Regions from separate parts of the Bombyx mori genome. Here region 1 is linked to region 2. The links are chromatin contacts, called in public Hi-C maps. All regions are on one chromosome and are shown on one strand. The core of a region is the stretch at or near the end of the contact, and the rest is flanking DNA. Distances in the headings are between cores, read along the strand shown. Region 1 overlaps LOC101745243. Region 2 overlaps LOC101745243.

Region 1 (4,898 bases), core at 83-2,582, 41 kb after region 2:
ATTTATTGCCTTAACTGGAGCTGATGATTTACTTCTGAGGAGATAAAAAGTACACTATCAAATTGCAATTGCCCGTCGTTGCGGCTCGGTTCTCAAATTTTCTGTTTCTATAAAACTCTTTAGTAAGAGTAAATTTGAATAGCTTTAAACTGTCCAGTCTCCAGTTCGGGTTCTCATACAAGTTTAGAGTTGCGCCATGGGGCCCTATGGGCGTTCCGAAACCGAATCAGAACGAGGTTTCAAGGTGATATCCCATACAAGCTGGCGCACAGCCAACATTCCCAGCGAAGTACATAGCTAAAACAGATATTCGCTGTTATCAAATTACTTTTCTCTCTATTCAGTTAATCTCATACCTTCACAACGGTATGTGTAAACAATATTCTTAGAAAAATATATGCATTTCAAACATTATTTGAATAAGTTTAGTATGTTCATAAATCAAAAGAGCTACCACAGATTCAGGTGTGGGCTAATAAGATGTTTCAATTTTGTTTAGACTTAATTGTTACTTGAAGCGATTTTCTTTATATTACTCATATATCTGCTTACGTCGCTAACGTCAGCTAATTAATGGTAATTTTTTCGGTCTTTATATACAAAACTTTTCACAAAAAAATTATAAACATGTACACTTGTCACAATGAGTCAGGCGTGTTATCAATACGAGTAGAACGGGGCTGTGTCATTTGGCGCCATAGCGAGTAGACACAGATTAAAACGCAAATATAAAACGATGCCAAATAAAATGAACTACATGAAAAACAATTAAAAGCAGATCAGATAATGCTTAGAGTCATGTTCGATGTAAGCCGCTGCTTCCATACTCGACCACTCGTTTTGAACATAACCATGCATCCATAAATCACAGGTTAGTTTCCAAGATCTCTACAGGACAGAAAAGTATTAAGATTGCAAATAAACTTGCTCGTGACGCTGATACCACTCGAATAAACTCGTAGTGGTCTTGGCTACAGTTTGTAGTTTACGACGGAAGCTGTTTTTAATTGTTTTGTGTTTAGCATTCAATTAATTGAGTCACTTAATTTAATTAATTAAAGTTTGCAGTCGTTCACGCGTAAACATATCACAAAAACGACTAATCCACTATTTAAATATTGATAAAAGAATCGTTGTAAACAGATGAAGACGCACATTCGTTATCAAAGTCTCATCCACCTGACGGTTGGATGACGCAATGGCCAACGAAGCGTGCAAGAACCGAGGCCAATCGATTACAACGTACCGAGCAAAAGTAATGCAAAAAGTACGCGCTTCAGATTAGGGCATCACTTTGACGAATGCGAACTGTTACGAATCCAATTTTTATGTAGAACGCTCGTGGAATGGGAACTGTGTAAACGTAAGCGCAGGAAATTGGACAGCAGTCTACAGAATGATAGCAGGAATTCTCTGGTTATCAGAAAGTTTACTGTCGTCGTTATACAATAGGGAGGGGATTGTGTTCAACAAGAGTGCTCCATTTTTTTGAAATAAAAAGGCAGTAGAATGAATATCACTATGAGGCAGGCACGTTGATTGGACAGAAAATGAGAAAAAATACTGTGGAGAAAGTCACGTGGGTAATGGTAGACGATGAACCTTTTAATTTTATCCTCATTTAAAATACACTTTAATAAATACTATACAAAAATATATTGTGATCAGGGTTCCAGAGAGAAACCTCCTTACGATACACGACGTATCAAGAATAAGTGCTTTCTGGACAAGGGCCCCAACCCAGCTGGAAAACGAGAGTTCCTTAAGATGTTGGTCGAAACATTTGCTATCAAGCCGTGCACCGACACAACTATCGGAACATTGATGGTTGAATCATCATCAATAGGTTAAGACCGTTGATCCCCGTTAAGTCTTTCCTTCCGTTAAGATTTGATATAAGAGAACAATTATGAATTGATTTCAAACCTTTTTACTCAACTGCGCCAAAAACAAAACACAGTTTAGTTTTAAGATTGCATGAATGTAAACAATTTTAAAATCAGATCATAGTTTTTAAAATACTTATTGTAATATGGGAAATAAAACGTTTGCGTCTGACGATGCAAAACTGATGACACAGTGGCAAAAATCTCTCGAAACTATAAGTATACATTAATATCACTGGCCCGTAACACAGAATAATCCATTGGTTTATTATGTACAGATTCGGTTGCCCTTAGAGACAGCTGGTAAAAGGATTCCACACAGGGGTGGTATCTCCCCTTCGTAACCGATGTAACACTGTCTTTGACGCCATGTGTTGTAACGGGTGAATGGACACAACATTAAGCGTGTGTTCTTTTACGACACAAGTCAGTTTTTGTCGCAGATATTTTTGGATCCAATTTAATGAAAACAAATTACATTATAATTAATATGGAGCACTGCAATAACGATCCTACAGATTGGAGATTGGCAATCAAGTCGAGAATGTCGACTTATTTTTCCACGTGGGAAACATCTATCTGTTGTTCGATCTTTTCTTGGGAATACGAAGAAATCCCAATTGTATTGAAACGAGCGTTATTTTTATTTACTCTTCAAACTAGAGGCATAATTGACTCAAGGCAAAAATAAGCAAAACCCAGTAAAATTTATATTTAATTATAGTATTTAAAAATCTATATAATAATACTTGAAGCAAAAACTTTGTATCCCTTTTTACGAAAATTGCGCAGACGGAGGAGTATGAAATTTTTTACACTTATAGAGAATATAGAGTAGAAGTGCACAATGCTAATATTTTTTTTAAATAATGCATAAAAGATACATTAAATCAATAAAGAAAACATTACACACACTACCATGTATTTGACACATCACATATATATAAATGTACTCTTTGTTTATTGTCAATTGTCAAACTTTTGTTAGTGTTTAAAGTCTCTAGTCAAATTGAGAATAGATGAATATTGTTTGTCTTTATTATTATTTATGTTTAGTGTAGTTTTGGCGAAATCTGTGTTTATATTATACAAGTACATTAATATTTGACAATAGAACCATAATAATGTTTAAACATAAAATTTCAATTGATTAAAGTCGAATTTCGACTTCTGCCGGACCACTAGTACTATTTATAAATTGGATTATTTTACAGAAAAGTAGGTTTTTACTGGCGTTGATAGCATGAGTAGTCTCAAAAAACCCATTCGGTCCGTTAATGTTCGACAAGTACTCACCGCGACCCATGAAATCTAGAAAATTCTCCATAAACGTGTTGCAAATCATCAAGGCATGCCGTCTACCGGTCACGTTCGCGCTAAGACTTCACGGCTCGAACTGATCGCTTGATTGTTTGGTAAAAAATAATCTGCCCGCATTAGAAGTCAGTCAAGCGAACGGCTAATAAAGGAACAGAATGAAGTTTTCCGATTTGAAGTTAGGTCCATTAGGTGTAATGGTGCAATAACAGTAGGTTTATTTAGCAATAAAATGTTATTTAAGTCCAAGAAAAATAAATTTGTTCGCATCCTACACAGTATTAATTGTTCCTGGAACACATAGGCCCCACAGATTGAATGAAATGTCGCCGCCCACATAGCTTACTTTATTAGCACATTTCTACGGGTTCTGGTCAGTTTCCAATTTAATATCTCGAAGCCCATGTTTCCAGACTTTAGGTTGATATTTGGTGTCGTAAATGCCACAGGTGTAGCGTGAACAAACCGTTAATAAAGCCACTAGGATGTGGCACAGACGGATCATGGCAACAATTCAAATAAGCCAGTTTCAGCTATTCTAAGTATTTTCTGATTCCTACCTTGGCCAATTACATATTGGACAAGAAATGTATTTCAGTTATTGCGATTAAAGACTTTATGAATGTATCAGTATCTATCAGCGAATAGAAGAAATCTGAGAAACACTTGAATGAAGTTAACGAGGATTTTATGTAATGTTGCGTATTTACAAGTTCCAAACAATATAGCACTTGAAGTGTGTATACTTATATAATTATTATAGCATAGCATAGCATTTAGTATATAACATAATTAATAAATGTAATCTCGTATGTCCCCATAATAAGGCGGACCACACAGAAACAGGCTTCTTCATAATTGTAAACTAGGATTAAAATGATTATTAAACATGGAATACACGCAAGAAGACGTTTTCCTTTAACACCTCCCAAAGTACAACATTACACACTGACGAACAAAGATATCCATTCTTTAACGTTGCAATCCATGTAGAATTCATTACTTAAAAATACGTCCGTAAACTCTTCTATCTCTTTGTATGTGAACATAAATTTAAATAAAAATACCATGTATGTACGCGAAATCAAATAACAGTCGTGAATACGATAAGAAACACGCGAGGCCTGTGTGAGTGCCTAATATATTGATTTTTTGAGACTGATTCGCATTTCGATACATTCACATGACGCGACGTTGTAGAGGATATTGGAATGCCAAAGAAATATTTTATAATCTTATTTTAGTTTTATTGACTCGACGTGACATTTTTACTTTGATTGATTCGCGGTCATAGAATACTGCTTGATTGCTGTAAAATACTTATATTTTTCATTTAGTTTAGTGGATCAGTACGCAGTATCAAAATAGCCAATTACACAACTTTTATATGTAAATTCTATAATAACACGCGAATTTATTTGACTTTTGACGATGACAATTTGTTCAAATAGCACCGAATTTTTTACAATCTAATTATTTTGTTGATAATCTTATTCTTATTCTAAATATACTAGATCTGCTTAACTTGTTATAAACAAGTTAAATTAGCTCCATATGGTTATACATTTTATTATTATTATTTAAACTTTATTACGTATTTAAAATTTATTTCCTACCATTTAGCTGGGCGTTTTATAGGTAAAAGTGGTTTTTATAATATTTGTTTCAAAATTTGTTTATTTCTATCAGCTTCCA
Region 2 (4,543 bases), core at 506-3,005:
TTTCGTAAAAAGGGATACAAAGTTTTTGCTTCACGTATTAATATATAGATAATGCACATTCGCAGCGCGGCGGTATTTATTTATTACACTCCAAGTAAAATTTACAATGGCGGACTTAATGCCTAAAGCATTCTCTACCAGTCAACCAAAGGTAGTGCAGAGTAAATAGTGGCAGGTGCAATGAAATATAGAGTATATAAAGAGAGAGAGAAATAAGATAAAACCGGGAAAAAAACATATTTTCAGTTATTTTCAGTTCAGTTTTTTTTTATTTATTGCTTAGATGGGTGGACGAGCTCACAGCCCACCTGGTGTTAAGTGGTTACTGGAGCCCATAGACATCTACAACGTAAATGCGCCACCCACCTTGAGATATAAGTTCTAAGGTCTCAAGTATAGTTACAACGGCTGCCCCACCCTTCAAACCGAAACGCATTACTGTTTCACGGCTGAAATGGGCAGGGTGGTGGTACCTACCCGTGCGGACTCACAAGAGGTCCTGCCACCAGTAATTACGCAAATTATAATTTTGCGGGTTTGATTTTTATTACACGATGTTATTCCTTCACCGTGGAAGTCAATCGTGAACATTTGTTGAGTACGTATTTCATTAGAAAAATTGGTACCCGCCTGAGATTCGAACATCGGTGCATCGCTCAACACGAATGCACCGGACGTCTTATCCGTTAGGCCGAGACGACTTCAGTTAGCCTATTAGCCGTGCACATATTAATATTGACGACACGGTTGCTCGTTTTCACTGTAAGTTAATTATACATAACATTCTTACGACGTAGCCGAACGTGGAAAATATATGGAGTTATTGCAATTTTTTAACTAAATATCCGGTAGTCATTAACCGTTGGAACTATGTATTTATTCATGGCTAATAAATTTCGACTGCAAGTATGTATAATGTCGCTGTTATATTACATATTTCCTTCCTATCTTCGTGTGTATTAGAATGTCAATATTGTTACTACGTAACGTTCCAACGTAACTTTATGATGAGTTCATTGTATATCATTTTAAGTTTTACGTTCTCTTGTCGTTTTTAGGGTATAATTCAACGGTCCATGAACATTTGATAATAGCATGTTGTTATGAGTATATCGATTCGCTAGATCCCTAGTACAGGAAACTAATTAAACGTATCTCTGCTTCATCAACTCACTGTGTCACATTGTATCTATATATTAATACGCGAAGGAAACACTTTGTATCCCTTTTTACGAAAATTGCGTGGACGGAGGAGTATGAAATTTCTCACACTTATAGAGAATACAGAGAAGGAGTGCACAAAGCTAATATTTTTTTTTAAATAATGCATAAAAGATACTTTAAATCAATAAAGAAAACATTAAACACACTACCATGTACTTGACACAACCCATACATAAAAATATACTCTTTCTTTACTGTCAATTGGGAAACTTTTGTTATTGTTTAAAGTCTATGGTCGAATTGAAAATAATAGACTAATATTGTTTGTTTTTAATTTTATTGATCTATAGTGCAGTTTTGGCGAATACTGTGATTATATTATCGAATTATAATGGTGTTTGACAATAGAACCATAATCATGTTTAAACTTATAATTTCAATTAATTATAGTCGAATTTCGACTACTGCGGGGCGACTAGTTCAATTAAATTCACTAGGCTCGCAAAATTTAAAACAAGTAAAATGAATCTATTTGTACCTAACAGAAGCTCGATGTGCTGAAGTTATTGCGACACAGCCCAGAGCTTCGACCCGGTTCTCTGGTTTTACGAGCTATGTACCAACACACACGGTACATGACTGGCTATTTGTTACTATCGACTTTTTGAGAACATTTTAATGTTTAGTCATATAGTGATGTCATCAAACGAAATGGTATTGTTACTCTAGCTAACGTGCTATCAGTTAGGTAATCTCGCGATAATTATGAAAATGCATTAACCGACGTTTCAGTTACTTGGGCAGTCTCCGTAATTGTCAGTGTACTAATTAGGAATAACATCTAATACTCGTCAAACACTAATTATTTATTAAGTTTAGTTAAAGTTGTTGGCGAATATCCCACACCGGGAATTCTTTTTTTTCTATTCCTTTTTTATTGCCCTTGTAGGCAGACGAGCACACGGCCCACCTGATGGTGAGTGGTTACCGTCGCCCATGGACGTCAGCAATGGCAGGGGCAGAGCCAAGCCGCTGCCTACCGCTTAATACTCTCCAATTCGCGATGTATTGCGTACTTATTTTAATTTTTTTTTTTTTTTTTTGTCGCCTTTGTAGGCAGACGGGCATACGGCCCACCTGATGGTGAGTGGTTACCGTCGCCCATGGACTTCAGCAATGCCAGGGGCAGAGCCAAGCCGCTGCCTACCGCTTAATACTCTCCATAAGCCTCGTTTGAAGAAGGACATGTCATAGCGTTCGGGAAACACCGTGGAGGGGAGCTCATTCCATAGCCGGATGGTACGTGGCAAAAAAGATCTCTGGAAACGCACTGTAGATGACCGCAGTGGCTCCAGGTAGTATGGATGAACTCTGCTCCGGTGGCGGGTGGTGCGATGGTAAAAACGAGATGCTGGTATCATCTCGAACAATTCCTCAGAGCACTCCCCATGGAACATACGGTACAAAATACAGAGGGAACCGAAGTCCCTCCGCAGACCCAGAGGCTCCAAACGATCCGAGAGAATGGGATTATCGACAATCCGAACGGCGGTGTATTTGGTGTAAATAATAAATAAAGACAGACACGCGCGACATTCACACGTCGATGTGAGAATCTGCGAAATTAAATCGAACCGAATTTTTAAGCGAAAACAAATTTTCATGTCTGCTCTTATTTATAATTTTGTATTCATTGTGCACGCGTTTCGAATGAAGTCATTGCCGAATTATTATAGTGTTGACTCATCGACACATGTATTTCAAACGTTGTTTCCAATCAAATAGTTAAAAATTAATATTTACTTAAAGTTGAAATTTCCTTGGTATCTAAATGCTGGGCAAGCGTTAAATCTGTTTCGTATACTGATCCAAGTGAAGCTATAGGAGCTGTCAAGCAATTTCCGAAGTCCGTCGAAACAAGCACTGCGAGTGTCGCCTCTCGCCTTCAAACATTAGCTCCAAGTCTTAAGTGCTACAGGGAGTTAGGTATGACTTAGGTTTTATAATAAAAAATCTAGAAAAGCATAGGGAGCAAACGACGGTAACTTTTCAATACAAACAGTAATTTTCTCGACAGCAACTGCATCGGGCACTATTTATAAGTTTTCACAAAGCTATAAATTAAGAACAGAGGTCATTATACCCGACAATATAAATAGCAAAGTATTTAGCGTCGAGGCTAGGAAACGCGAACAAAGTCAGTTTGGGAATGAGGTCGAAGCACCTTACGTCGGTCAGAAACGAACGAGCAGGAAGTCGCTCGTGAGTAAACCGCTTTATGGGCCATTTGACCACATTCGTCCATTCTACAACGTTTTAGGCGAGACCAGTTTATATGACTATAATTTGTCCAGCTATTCAATAACGGTGCGAGCCTACCCTCCAGATACCCACTGGTGGCTGTGGTAACCTTTTTTTTTCTACCTAAGCTGATAGCATTGAGAGGCTATTTCAGCGTAACCTTAACTATTAGGTGAGCTCACGGGGCTCAAGTCGGAATGACGTGTTTTGGGCGACGTCGACTGTTTACCATTCGATCTACAGGATCTGGTATGTGTGGTAATCGCTCAACATCTGATGGACCATAAACTCATTAGACAATATAACAGCTTGAAAATCACAAAGATCATTGCGATTCCTTTATACTGAAATTACTGTATATAAAAGTGTTAGCAGCGGTTTGGTTTTTTCCCTGGTAATGTTGCGCTTATGACCATTCATCAACTGGTGGTCATTATGGTCATCATATGCTCGTCTGCTTATAAGAACTTCGCTTTTAAATGAATTACATTATCGCGCTATAAAACTATGAAATACTCCCCTTGGTGTTTTCACGACACATATTAAATGTTTTCTTCAATCAAAAAATTAAAACGCCTCGTGTTTCCTACGTATCATTCCATCTTTGGGGTCTAGGACTTCTCATAACTACAGGTGCAAAGATCGCCTCTCCAACAGACCCTCCTACTCACACATCAAACAGCTCTACAATTAAAATAGTGTCAATGGGTTTCCGTATTAGATCGATTGAGTCTTGTCTACGGTATTTTAACAATTTAAAAGAATTCCAAGTACACAACGTTATTCCGCATTTTTGTCGTTTACCCAACAAGGCTAAGTTATCGCATGCTTGTAATCATTTGCTACATGCGTTTGACAGGAGCTAGTTAAAACATATTCTAGAAGATTTAGTGCCTCCAAAGCGGACCAGGTATTAGCTGTAAAACTTAAGAATAATATTGTACATAATAAAGTACTGGGCCGTACCAGCGCTGATCACTATGAAACCGTTGAACAAGGACTTAAAATAAATTAAAACTGGTGATATTTCTCAAAAGTTCTTAACGGAAATTTGACGGTTACCGCATTCCAACTCACT

Evidence for each region. Hi-C and Micro-C count contacts between places; a contact is called where the count stands out from the background.
Region 1: a Hi-C map of posterior silk gland shows a contact between it and region 2, with 2.0 times the contacts expected there. The contact joins two enhancer-like sites. A contact is called at or near these places in 5 of 7 Hi-C or Micro-C datasets (middle silk gland, posterior silk gland, an unstated tissue and 1 more).

The regions. Positions count from the first base shown.
Region 1 is chr15:520,074-524,971 of ASM3026992v2, forward strand. The region is part of intron 1 of LOC101745243; the gene reads right to left. Among protein-coding and RNA genes, the nearest start is that of LOC101745243, 21 kb to the right of the region's middle. Within about 2 kb of position 1,333, at least 7 of the 8 cell types and tissues checked have open chromatin away from gene starts, as enhancers often do.
Region 2 is chr15:478,951-483,493 of ASM3026992v2, forward strand. All of the region lies in intron 2 of LOC101745243, which reads right to left. Among protein-coding and RNA genes, the nearest start is that of LOC101740236, 50 kb to the left of the region's middle. Within about 2 kb of position 1,756, at least 2 of the 8 cell types and tissues checked have open chromatin away from gene starts, as enhancers often do.